2 separate regions of the Danio rerio genome follow, and region 2 is linked to region 1. A link is a contact called in public HiCAR-type data. All regions are on one chromosome and are shown on one strand. Each heading gives the region's core, a stretch centred on a gene start, on an enhancer-like site or on the middle of the called end of the contact. The rest is flanking DNA. Distances are from core to core; before and after follow the strand shown. Region 1 holds the start of ppp1r14ba (protein phosphatase 1, regulatory (inhibitor) subunit 14Ba). Region 2 holds the start of zgc:77262.

Region 1 (6,424 bases), core at 1,940-4,439:
CATTTTACAATTTACACTCTTTCAACAACACTTTTTTTGCTTCTTTGAATTTTTCCTCTTTTTTTAAATTTGTATTTAATATTTTTTATAACATATAAATTTGTATGTATTTTGGTTAAATAAAAAAAAACAGATATATTTATTATTATTAAAATTTTATTTGTCAACAAACATAATTAGAAATTGAAAGATAATACAATTAATAACATAAATGTGGGTGTACTAGTTTTTGGACCGTTATCGTAAGTTATTTTGTTAGAAGCTCCAGATGGCTTCAGTACTGACTAATGTATATACACAAATATAATATTGTATAGCATCCTATTAAAAATATGAATTTAAAAGAGAGATTTGTGAGGGGTTTACTCATAAATGCTAAGCTCATATGCTGAGCACTGTGTTTACAAAAACAAATTGAGCAGTTTTCAATAAGAATTATTGAACAGAAAATCAATATGTTACAATGAAAGTTGAGCTTTGCATCACATGAATGAATTGCATTCAGCTTTATTACAAAACAGTAATTTTAATATGTGACATCTGACAATATTTAATTATATTTAACTGTAATCAATTCAAGTTTTAGTGAGCATAAGTGACCTTTTCCTTTCACAAAAAATAACAAAAACAGGATTACTCCATCTATTTGAGGAGGTCTCTGTTTATTTCAGCTTTTTGAAGATCATATGACAGTAAGATAATATTAAAATAACTCAAGTTTAGAAAAGGCTTAATAGTATGTAATAATGCATCATCAAATGTATTAGCTTTTTCTTTTAAGTACAACAAAAAACAAAATATTTATTCATTTTATTTCTTTTCTGCTTAATCCCTTTATTAATCTGGGGTCGCCACAGCGGAATGAACCGCCAACTTATCCAGCATACTGTATGTTTTATGCCGAGGTTTCCCTTCCAGCTGCAACACATCACTGGAAAACATCCATAAACTCTCATTCACACACATACACTGCTGTGAGGCGACAGCCCACTACGCAACCGCACTACCCACACAATAATTATATTGTATCAAATGATTAATTTAAATATAATAGTTAAATAACAAAGTGAAGCCACGTAACAGTAAATGAAAAAGGTTAATTGCCCCCAAAATCAGCTTTTACCATCCTGACATGTTCTGCATTTAGAAAGGAAATTGTGCAAATATGTGTTCAATGCTGAAAGTTTAGCAAACCGTGATACTTTTATCTCTTTGCTCAGAAACAGGAAGGCATCAGAGGTTGTGCATGGCACAATTATTCATAACACATTAGTTGGAATGACACAGCCACAATTAAAAATACAGACTCTATTAGAATATTTCGTAATTTACACTTTAAAACATTTACCACTGCCTGAAGATAATTTAAACAACAAATAAACAAAACACAGCTTAAAAAAAATGATTGATGTATGTTTGATTTGAAGTGCTTTACCAAAAATGTGCACATTTCAGCCTTAAGTCCCATTGTTTATTTTAGGACAGACAGTATATTTTAGTCATCTTATTTATCTTCTAGATTTCCACTATAATGTACAGGTATACTGACCTATTGAAATATTAATACTCTTTTTTTTTTTTTATCTCATAATTTAGAAAAAATAAAATTTAAAAAAATTAGGTTGGCTATAACAATTACAGCCTGCTAATTTCGCTGCACGTTTGACCGACTAAACATTCATTCAATTGAATACATTAGTAAGGATTAGCATAAACATTAGCAATTTTACCACGCCCTTAAGTATTTTCACATTTTTAAACTTAATTTTATACATTTAAATGTAGTCACTTCACTAAACACAGTTATGGTGCTTAACGTCAAAAAGGAATTACAGTAGCCATGCATGACCATAACAGTAAAATATAACCCAATCAAATAAACATAATAATAAAATAGTCATAAAAGAACATTCTAAATGGACAATCAAATTGCCCGAGGGCTGTTGAACCATTCAAATTCAGCTGATGCAGAAATGATGGCTATTTACTGAAGTGAATGAACCAATTGTGGTTGAATAAATTACATAACGTTGGATGATTTTACGATTAAATGAGACAGTCGGAGGGTCACTTGGTTTGCACAGGCGCAATGCACAGTGTAAGTGTGAGAGCGAAGGAGATTTGGTTTAGATGGAAGAGTCCACATAAAAAAGAGGGGTCGCAGACAGCATCTATTATACATGCATAACATAACAATAATGATAAGGTAACTGTACTTGACATAATTATATGTGACTTTATATAAACCGATATTAATAATTAATCTATCAACTTTAGAACCACAGACACAGCTACATAAAAAACTGAGGAAACGATTAGAGGTGGTAATATTAGTGATGGAGGTCCGACTCTTTCGCGAATCGGTTCTTTTGAACTGGTCTTTTCAAAATAGTGGTTCAAATGCCTTTTTTGTGATATTGATGCATTCTCCATTAAATAACAATTAGAGAAGATTGCTGAAATAAGTTTTAATTCTAATGTTACTGGTCGCTGCATGGGCATCAACGCATGGCTTACAGTTTTAGTAAAACAGTCAAATGATTCTTCATTACTTCAGATTAATGTGTCTGTCTAGGCCTAGGTGCAAGCATAGACTGCAAAAAAATAAAAGTGGTGCTCACTGCAGAGCGAGCAGTGTCTCCAAAAATAGGGTGCAACATATTGCTATTTCTGCAATAGTGTAAAATACACCTAAAGTAGCATAAATTAGTAGTAGTGGCTGTTTCTGCAACATTAAATAAATAAAACAAACAAACAAATAAATAAATATAAATAAATAAATAAAGGCATTGGAAGATATAAAAGTTGAGGGGAAAAATAATCAGATTTAAGTTTCCTCTTTATATTAAATAAATATATGAGCGCTGAGGTTCTTAGAGATACACTTCTTAGAGATAAAGTCAAAAGTGTGACATTCATTCATTCATTTTCCTCCGGCTTAGTCATTTTATCATGTGAGAATTTTAAACTTGAAAATGTATTTATTTGTGACAATTTGTTTTTAAGTCAGAACTATAATACGAACATAAGATCCAGAAACAAGCTTTTATTCACGATTGCTACTCTGAGTCATTTTAGTGAACTCTTCAACTGATCCACTTAAAAGAACCGACTCGAACGACCGATTCATGTGCGGCATCCCTGGTATTTGAGCGCGGACACTTGGCGGCGCCCACAAGCTGTTCTGTGACAATTGATGGAGCGATTTGGGGAAGATGGACTTTGATAAACCGCGGCCACACAATTAGTCTAATGAATTCTTCAGTTTTCTAAGCTCTTTGTATGCCCGATCTCAGTCTACCGTGGCGGACTCCTTGCAAACTAAAGGTCTGTTCCATTTAAGAAAAGGGGGCCTGGTACTTTTTTTCAGCAACATGCAATGGATGTGCACATGACCAGCTGTCTTTTGAATTGATGCTCTTATTAATCAAGCCATTAAATCCACCTCAGCTTTTTTATTAGGGACAATGGCAGCGGTAACGAGTCCGGAAACAACACCTCAACCCCGGGTCTATTTTCAAACACCTCCCGGTACCGAAGAAGAAGTGCCACAGAAGCAAGGACGAGTGACCGTTAAATATGACAGAAAAGAGCTGAGGAGGAGGCTGAATTTGGAAGAGTGGATAGTTAGCCAGTTAATGAATCTGTACGACTGCGAGGTAGGACACAAAACACTGTCACTGCTTTCAAAACCTGCAATCCTTTGTTGCCAGGAATGACAGCTCTTTCTTTCCAGCAGCACTCGTGCACCGGTATTCTTCACGCTCCATTTGTCATGTCCATTTAGCGCGATAGTTGACTAATAAATAGCTTGCTTATTAACTTCAGCATGTCATCTTTTATTTATTTTATTTTATTTGTGTTGACTTTTAATCGATGCTGATTTTATGGTTTTGCGTTTGCACATGGAAGGGCGTGGCATTACAGAACTAACAGACAAAGCCATAAAACAAAGGTGAGTCTTATGGACAGGTGCTGCGAGTACAGAAAATAGACATATATTCATAATGCAGTCTTTAATCATAACGAATCCATTCATTTTTCATCGAAACTTGGGCTTGCCTCGTTTATTAATGTGACAGCTCTATAACAGGATGGAGCTCTAGTTGCAGGAACAAAGACATAGATTTCAATTCTAATATTTTTATATCTACACGTGCACAAATCCCAAGATTTCTCTGAATGGGGTTATCATGTCTATTTAATATGCATACATATACAGTAGGTCAGGATGCATTTTATTATTTCTTAGTTTCAGACCCCTGGGATGTTTGGAATCACCCTTTTAGCCATTGTGATGATGTCATCTGTTCAGACATGCAAAGCATGCTTCACTCTGAGCTTGACTTAACCTCCAGGGCTAATATAACTGACCTAGATTATATGTGGTGTAAAACTAGGCAGCTCTTGAAAATGAGATTTTTTTTTCTCCTGTGAATGCTCTCTTCAGCCCAGCGGTAGGCCTCATCCTGAGCTAAAATCTCGCTTTGTCTGATTGACATACTGAATCCGTTGGATTTGTTTAAGAGCCTGCTGACTTGTGATAAGTTTTCCACTGACAAATGGTTTCTGATGTCAGATTATAGCCCAACACAGTATGGTGACATTTCAATAATGAGGAGGAAGAAGAAAATAAAAGTATGCATTGTCGAACCTGTGAAATGTCATCTGAATCCCACAGGTTATGCGTACATTAATGTGGCCTGACAGCAGAATTTTCCATTATATTGCATGTTTGGTCCAATTATGCTGATGCTTTGAGAGCAGATCTGAAATCACAATAGCCCTCAGCCAAAAAAAAAACCCGAAGATAAATGTTTGTACCTAAGAGAACAGCGATGCTTTGTGACAAATTACATAACTTAATTTAAATCTTTTTTTGTTGTAGCTTCTTTTCAGAGTAGTGGACAAAGATTGGTTGAAATGTATTTTTGATTAGATATGTAGCTTTTCAATGTTTCCAACGCAGCACTGAAAATATTATATGTGTGTTCAAGTATATTTATATAGATAGATTTGCACATTTGCTCATTGAGCATAGAGCAGGGAAAGAAAAACTACATGGTAGGCATGGGCCGGTATAAGTTTCTGATGGTATGAATATCTTGGATAAAAATATGGTTTTACAGTATCACGGTATTGTGATTACTGCTACCAAATAAGTTATTTTTAAATGTCTGTGTAAGAAAACCTTTTGCCCCATTTAATAAAATACATTTTATTTTAGGAAACATATTATTTTGGAACGGTAAATATGTCAGGATAAATAATTTAAATAAATCATTGACCTGCTGTCTTCATTAGTTTCAAAAAACAGATTTTTTTTGCAAAACGTTTTAAAAAACACATTGAAAAACCTTATAAATACACCTTAGGAACATTATAACAGAAAACTTAAGCAGTTTTAAAACCTTGACTTCTTCAAATGATGTTTAACAGAACAAGGAAATTTTCTCAGTATGTCTGATAATATTTATTCTTCTGGAGAAAGTCTGACTTGTTTTATTTTGGCAACAATAAAAGTTAAAAATAAAAATTTAAAATTTAAAATATTTTGTGTCATTTTGTATAATATAATTTTAAAGACAAAATTATTAGCCCCTCAAGCAATTGTTTTTTGATAGTCTACAGAACAAACAATTGTTATACAATAACTTGCCTAATTACCATAACCTGCCTAGTTAACCTAATTAACCTAGTTTAAGTCTTTAAATGTCACTTTAAGCTGTATAGAAATGTCTTGAAAAAATCTAGTCAAATATTATGTACTGTCATCATGGCAAAGGTAAAATAAATCAGTTATTAGAGGTGAGTTTTTAAAACTATTATGTTTAGAAATGTTTTGAAAACATTCAGAAATTGGGGGAAAAAAAATATATATATATATATAAACAGACTGACTTGAAATATGCACACTATCATTCAAAGGTTTAAGGGTCAGTAGTGTTAATTAATGCTGTATTTAATAAAATCTAATTTTTATAAATATAGGTACAACTAAATAGAACAATACTGTGTAATATGTTGACAGAAGTTCAAATGTTTTCATTTAAAATTTTTAAAGGTCCCATAAAATAAAAAAATAAAAACTTAGATGTTAGTTTCAGTCTGTTAGTTTTAAGGACATCTATATGTTGATGTGCTCCAAAACATTGACAAAATTAGCATTTATAATATATAAACCAATATAAACATGTAAAGCTTGCAGTTTATCACTTTGGCTAAATCAGGGTGCCCAAACTTATTTCAAATAAATGGCAAAAAAACAAATATTATTATGAGCCGTGGACCGGAGGTAAATATACCAAACTGCATTACATTACATGGTATTACAAGTTCATTCATTAATTTTCTTTTCGGCTTAGTCCCTTTATTAAACTGAGGTCCCCACAGCGAAATGAACCGCCAACTTATCCTGCACATG
Region 2 (6,444 bases), core at 2,231-4,730, 170 kb before region 1:
CGAGTTGCGCGAACGCTTCATGCTCCTCTGCATGTCGGGAAACCCAGCGCATGACGACTTCGTCCAGTGGGAGATGGAGGTGTGCAAACTACCTCGCCTCTCCCTCAATGGGGTGCGCTTTAAGAGGATCTCCGGGACCTCCATCGCCTTCAAGAACATCGCTTCGAAGATCGCGAACGAGCTAAAACTGTGAGGAAGACGACGGCTTCTGCGGAAGATATTTTGAGCCCATGTTTTGGGAATGAGGAGGCACTGTGAGAAGAGTCGACGGCAGCAATGAAGAGTCTCGAGGCTGTAAAGGGGGAAAAGGTGTAAGACAGGTTCATGGGGGACATTTGTGCATATAGACATTTTTCAGGGGGTTTCTTTTTTGGGGGAGGTGTTCTGTCTTGGTTTGGGTTTTCTGTTCCTTTCTCAGCTCCCCCCCTCGAAAAACTTTGTGTTGTTGTCTTTATTTGTGGCAATTTCGTTCAAATGTTGTGGTTTTTCTTGGAACTCACAATTGTCCTCAATTCAGACGGCGACAAGAGGTTGGTGTTGATAAACTGGAAATGTTTGCCAGTGGTTTTCTTTTTTCTATGAACGTAAGCCAGCTACTGTCTTGGAAACTACCCCACCCCCCCATACCCTGGTTCTTATTCCTTTTTCATCCCAAAACACAAACAATGGTAAACCACCACATTACTTGATCTTACTTTCATATCCAGGTTAGCTGTGATGAGCAGAGATTGGCGGTTGAATTGACGCTCTGAATGTACTACACAAAATCACGACCCAAATGGCTAGGCACATTCAGTAGAGCTGTAATTCTGAAAGCTCTGATTGGTTCTGGTCTAGCCAGTGATATGGTAGCTAATCTGTATACTCTGCCCCATTTTACATCACAGTACAGTGTCTTATTTGAGCTGAAATAGAATTGTTGACTTGAACCCTCGGTGCACCGGAGGTGAATCACCTCTCCGCACCCCTACGCCCAGACAATTAGTTTATTTTGTTGTTGTTGTTTGTTTGTTTTTCCTCTACTGCAGGGGTTATATATCAGAAACTAATTAAGGGCCAATTAAGTAATTATTGGTGGATTGTAGTGTAATTAAGAATTGCTGGTTGGATCCAATCTGCTGCACTGGAATGAGTCTGTGTTTCGTTGCCTTTCTCTGGAGAAGATAATTATTAATATTATTATATGAATAAACCAGACGTTGGATGATTTGTGTTCAACTGTTTATGAACATTATTCTTTTTAGTGTACTGTTTTAGTTATTTTTGTTTCATCTTAAAGAAACTTTTAAAGTGCTTTTGTTCTTTAATTGATTTAAAGAGCATGCAATACAAATAAAACTATTTACTTTCTAAACCCTTTCCTTCTGAGAGCATTTGGAAACTTAGTAGTAATTTAAGCTTTTGTTGCTTTATTTTTAGGGTAAGAGTATATTATTACAGAGAATTTTAAGATGATAAATGCATATTTATATGGTAGCAAATGCTTATAATAATAATAATAACAATGTAATCCCATGTTTTTGAACATTTGTAACCTTTATTCTTCATTTATTTCATTTATTTACTAGTCACATAATTCTAGTTGTCAGTGTTGGCCATTTTCATTTAACTTTTTGAATGTATGAAAAGACAACTTATTGTATAAATATGAAATAGGAAAGTAGCATGGCTTTAAGACAAAATTGCACAAAGTCTGTGGCCATATAGTATGCGACAAAACAGCATTTAACAATAGTTTGTCCAAATGTACAGTATGCAAATACACCAACACTATAAGGGCCAACAATCAATATGATTCTGAAGTGTGTATGGGATGTTTGTCCTCAGGTCAAATTACAAGGGGGTTTAGGGGCTATTGACCAACCGTAATTACGCTCGATCCCCCTGAAGTTATTGAAAACATGTATGTGGGGGCTGGGGGTCAGTCTTCTGTCTAAATCAGAGGTGCCCAAACTTTTTCTTATGAAGGGCCAAAACCCAAACTTGATTCAGGGTGGCAGGCTGAAGTTACTGTATAAGTATAAGTGACATATATACATTTCTTTTGATTATAATAAGCAAATCAATAAAAAGCAAACTCAAATTATATGAAATAAAAATAAATAAAAAGTTTGATTTGCTTTTTACATTTTTATTGATTTCTTTTACAACTTTTTATTGATTTGCTTATCAATGTCTTGTGTGTTGTCCTCTATCTTCAAGTGACAGCATTTACATTTTTAGAAATCTGATTTATGCACAACATTTATTTTCAGTTTGCTTTTTTGCTCAATGAAAGAAAGAAAATTAAATTAGACATGAAGATCTCTGTAAAAAGGCATTTGGCCCAACCTTTGCCCTCTCTGATGGGATGTCGGGTCAAATCAAAGGTTACCATGAGCCAACTTTGGCCCGCGGGCCCTAGTTTGGGCATCTATAGTCTTAATAGTAAGAGATGATTTGCTCTGATCTGCATCTTAAATAATAATTTTACTAAATAAATAATAGGTTATATAAATATACAATTGACCACCCTTATAATGGATTTTACCATTGTGAATGCATAAACGCGTCAATTAATCCGACAGACATGGTAAGTGTTCACAAAACACTTGTCTTTTAAAATAGGTGTTTGTTTCTACATATAGCCTAAAAGTAAAGTAAAATTAGGTGAATAGTTTGTATAGTTTGTCCTACAGTAAACCCTAAAATAGCTAATCACAGGATATTGTAGGTCAGAATACATGAACTATTCTTATAAATATACTATAAAATGCTATAAATACCTTGCATTTTTACTATAAATGTTATTTAATTTGATTAATTGAAGCACAAAATAACGTTGCTGAAAAAGTTGACCACCCCTGACCGTCAATATGTAATTCACACCCTGTCTGTTCTGTACCATGAGGCCAATCGAGAGGGTTTTGAATGGCAGTGAAGTGATGCAGCTGCTGGTTGATCACGTTGGACATGATTGTTTAATGCGTCATCCGATTAAATTTATACTATACACATTCATTATTAGATTTTTTACCTCCAGCATCCGAAGTACTTAATCAAAATACGCTCTTATGTATATGTAGGTTGTGTGTTGTCCAAATAATTCGACATTTTGCTCTACATTAAGTTCAACAATGAAAGGAAGGGATGAAAGAAGTGACACCGGAAGCAACCTCTGCACATCTGCTGTAGTGATGAATCATTCCGAGTCGGCTAACAAATCTGACTCTGCGAGTCAATATGGTTAAAGATAACTACAAATAAATTCAACTATCACTTCATTATACACACCACAACAGCATGTTAAATGGGCTATTCATGAAATTAATTATGTATCGACGAAATTACGTAAAATATAATCATCGATTACTGAATCGTTTTTAAATGATTCTTCGAAATGAACTGAGTCAGGTTTTGGGTTCGGCCGTTAGGAGGCGCTCACTCTGACTGCTCGCGGCGCATATGACCCTCCCCCACCCCTCAGACAAGCCGTCGACCCCGCCGTCATCGTATATTGACAGAAGCGCACCCATGTCTGCGCTATAGCAGCAATTTTGAGGTGAGTTTTAAAAATTATACCTTTAAATACGTTTAAACAAGATTGGTTTCAAAAGTCGAGTACATTATAAGTACGGCACGAGCGTTTAAATGAGCGCAGTACTGATATCCCCTCGGCTGCGCTATCTTATCCAATGCAGAGTATTGTTCTCATGTGAACCGGTAAAATCTTAATATAAATGTACTGATTTATTTTAGAATGTAAGATGATTACTTTAACAAATGTTACTGTCCCACAAATGTCTGCAAAGTCTTTCCTATGTATATTTTTTTCAGATACTTCCTAGATCTGAGGCTAACAGCTACAAGCATTAGCATGCTAAGCTTTAGTCATTGTGTGATTGAGATGAGATACTTAGATCAGTGTGACTAAAATGAGATGTTCAGGATATGTAGTAATTTATTTTCGTCGGAAATTGTGCTCGTTTAACATTACAATGTGAAATAATTGAATCAGACAATGCACCGTGTTTGAACTTCATACGTTATAATAACCTGAAAGTGAAACAACGCTGATTATTATTATTAAGGACTTACGCGAGATTCTCATTGGTCAGTCGCGTTTAGTCTTGAACTCTACTGTATCTCAGATCTGACTTGTATTATATGTTTACTTTAGCTCCTCTAAAGTCACTGTTTGTGCATTACTTCATTTGCTCAGTCATGATAGAAAATAAGTTTGTCCAAGTATTAATTGTTAGTTTCTATAATGACTGAACAAATAATGAACAGTGACTTTGATATGATATATTACTGTTTACTCGTTTTACTAAATTGTGGCTCTGCTATTTGTTTACCTTTTGTAACCAAATTAGTCTAAAATAAGATGTTTAATTAGCACACAAAGTGTGGAAGATTGTCGTCTTTGGAACAAATTCCTAATTTGTTTCCACGACTAACAAAGGTTCTGTATAAACAAATATCTATGTTTAATTTTATAAGCTCCCACTGAGTTTTAAGGGTCATATTAATATAGTAATGTATATTGAAATGTATTATTAAATACATCAAAGTAAAAACACTGCAGCAGGGTGCAGAACGGTAGCAGCAGGGAAATTGTGGGAGGTTGTATTTCTCTCTTAAACTAAAGTTGATTTGCATATATTTTGCCTGACCATGTGACTGTTTTTATTCCCCTCAGGAAGAAGCTTGTTTGAGACCTTACATGTGCAAATCAACCAAAGACTGATTCCAAAACACACCGCTGTTCTTCTCATTCAAAATGGTGAAGATATTTGTTGGCAATGTAGCTTCAGCAACCACAGAAGATGAGCTCCGTGCTTTATTCGAGAAGTACGGCGCAGTGTCTGACTGTGACATTCTGAAAAATTATGGCTTTGTGCACATGGATGAAGAAGAGGCTGCGCAGAAGGCCGTCTCCGCTTTGCACAAGCATGAGGTCAACGGCTCCCGCATCACTGTTGAGTATGCCACCACCAAGGTACGCAATGCCACCAAGATCTACGTGGGCAATGTCCCCGAAGGCGTTGCCGCTGCCAAAATTAAGGAGCTCTTCCAGCCATTCGGCAAGGTGGTGGAATGCGATATCGTGAAGAATTATGCATTCGTTCACATGCAGAGGGAAAACGAGGCTCTGGATGCCATCGCAAAGCTTAACCACTCCAAAGTGGATGGCCAAAAGATCTTTGTGTCCCTCTCGCGCAGTAATCCATCCAGAAACGGCCGAGGGGAGGACTATTATCCTCCTCCTCCACCTCACTATCCACCCCACCCGCACGACCATCCTCACTTTCTCCCCCCTCGCCCGCCACCCCGTGACTACTATCCGCCTCGTGGCCGAATTCCACCGCCTCCTCCTCTCCCACCGCCACCGCCCCGCTCCTACTATGAGCGTGATCCGTACGAGAGGAGCCTCCGCCATGACCCATACGCCCCTCCATCCCCTCGTTTTTACGATCGGGATCCTTATGACCGGCGCCTTCCGCCTCCTCAACGGCCGGTCTCACCTCCTGTCGCCAGTCGCTATTACCGTGAACGCAGCCCTCTCGGTGGTCGCCGCTCTCTCCTGCCTCCACCTCCCCCTCCACCACCTCCTGCGGGCTTTGCCCGCAGTTTCGCCCGCAATGGTGCTAGCTCAGCCCCCCCTCCTCCTAGTGCCCCTTCCTCCCACTATCAGCGCTACTCCGTTGGCTCAGGCTTTGATAAGGATGATTATATGGAGGACAAGTACAGCAATGGCTTCGGCCGTAGCTACTAAGCATTGAAGTCTGTCCGTCCCTTTTTATTGTGGAGAGCTGAGTAAACTAAAAGGGGCGTACCTTCAGGGAGTTAGGGGTGAATATTTTTTGTAATATTCTGTGATAGTTGTAGCTATTTTAGATAACGGGTCAATCAGCTAATACTGTAATAATAGATTTGCCTCCACCCAATGAAGAAACAGCAAATAGGAAGTTAAATGCATCTGTGTTTCGGAGTTTTATAGCATGTTATGATGTCCTATATTTGCCAGTCTTATCGTTTTTTTGTTTAGTTTAAGCAAATGACATTTTCATTCATTTTACTCTGGCATGTACTTCTAAAAAACTAAAGATTGCTTGAAAATATATATAAATACACATATTTTTTGCATTACATAGAATAGCATAGTCTGTTCTACAGGATATTGGTCGTACTGAATGTTAACCTGTTTATTTCTGTTTGGTTTTTGGAGTATTTAAGTGTTGTCAGAGTCTTTTGCGGTTTTTGAGTTTATGGGTCTCAAACTGGATTCCTGGAGGGCCGCAGCTATGCACAGTTTTGCTCCAATCCTAATCAAACACAGCTGATCCAACTAATCAAGGTGTTTGAGACTCTTTTGAACAACTTGATTAGTTGGATCAGCTTTTTGATTAGGGTTGGAGCAAAACTGTGCAGAGCTGCGGCCCTCCAGGAATCCAGTTTGAG

What was found. HiCAR-type assays count read pairs that join an accessible place to other places.
Region 2: a contact with region 1 is called in a HiCAR-type map of caudal fin, with 5 times the contacts expected there. The contact joins the promoter of zgc:77262 here to the promoter of ppp1r14ba in region 1. A contact is called at or near these places in 2 of 18 Hi-C or Micro-C datasets (both in embryo) and 2 of 4 datasets of contacts at active chromatin or transcription factors (caudal fin and embryo).

What each region holds. Positions count from the first base shown.
Region 1 is chr21:30,076,865-30,083,288 of GRCz12tu, reverse strand. ppp1r14ba (protein phosphatase 1, regulatory (inhibitor) subunit 14Ba) reads left to right here and starts at 3,189. Exons shown (of 5, transcript NM_001045853.1): 1 at 3,189-3,327; 2 at 3,463-3,659. The coding sequence starts at 3,468.
Region 2 is chr21:30,248,853-30,255,296 of GRCz12tu, reverse strand. zgc:77262 reads left to right here and starts at 3,480. Exons shown (of 2, transcript NM_205654.2): 1 at 3,480-3,541; 2 at 4,682-6,444. The coding sequence starts at 4,763. The coding sequence ends at 5,758. mark2a (MAP/microtubule affinity-regulating kinase 2a) reads left to right here. Exons shown (of 17, transcript XM_073935974.1): 17 at 1-1,354. The coding sequence ends at 193.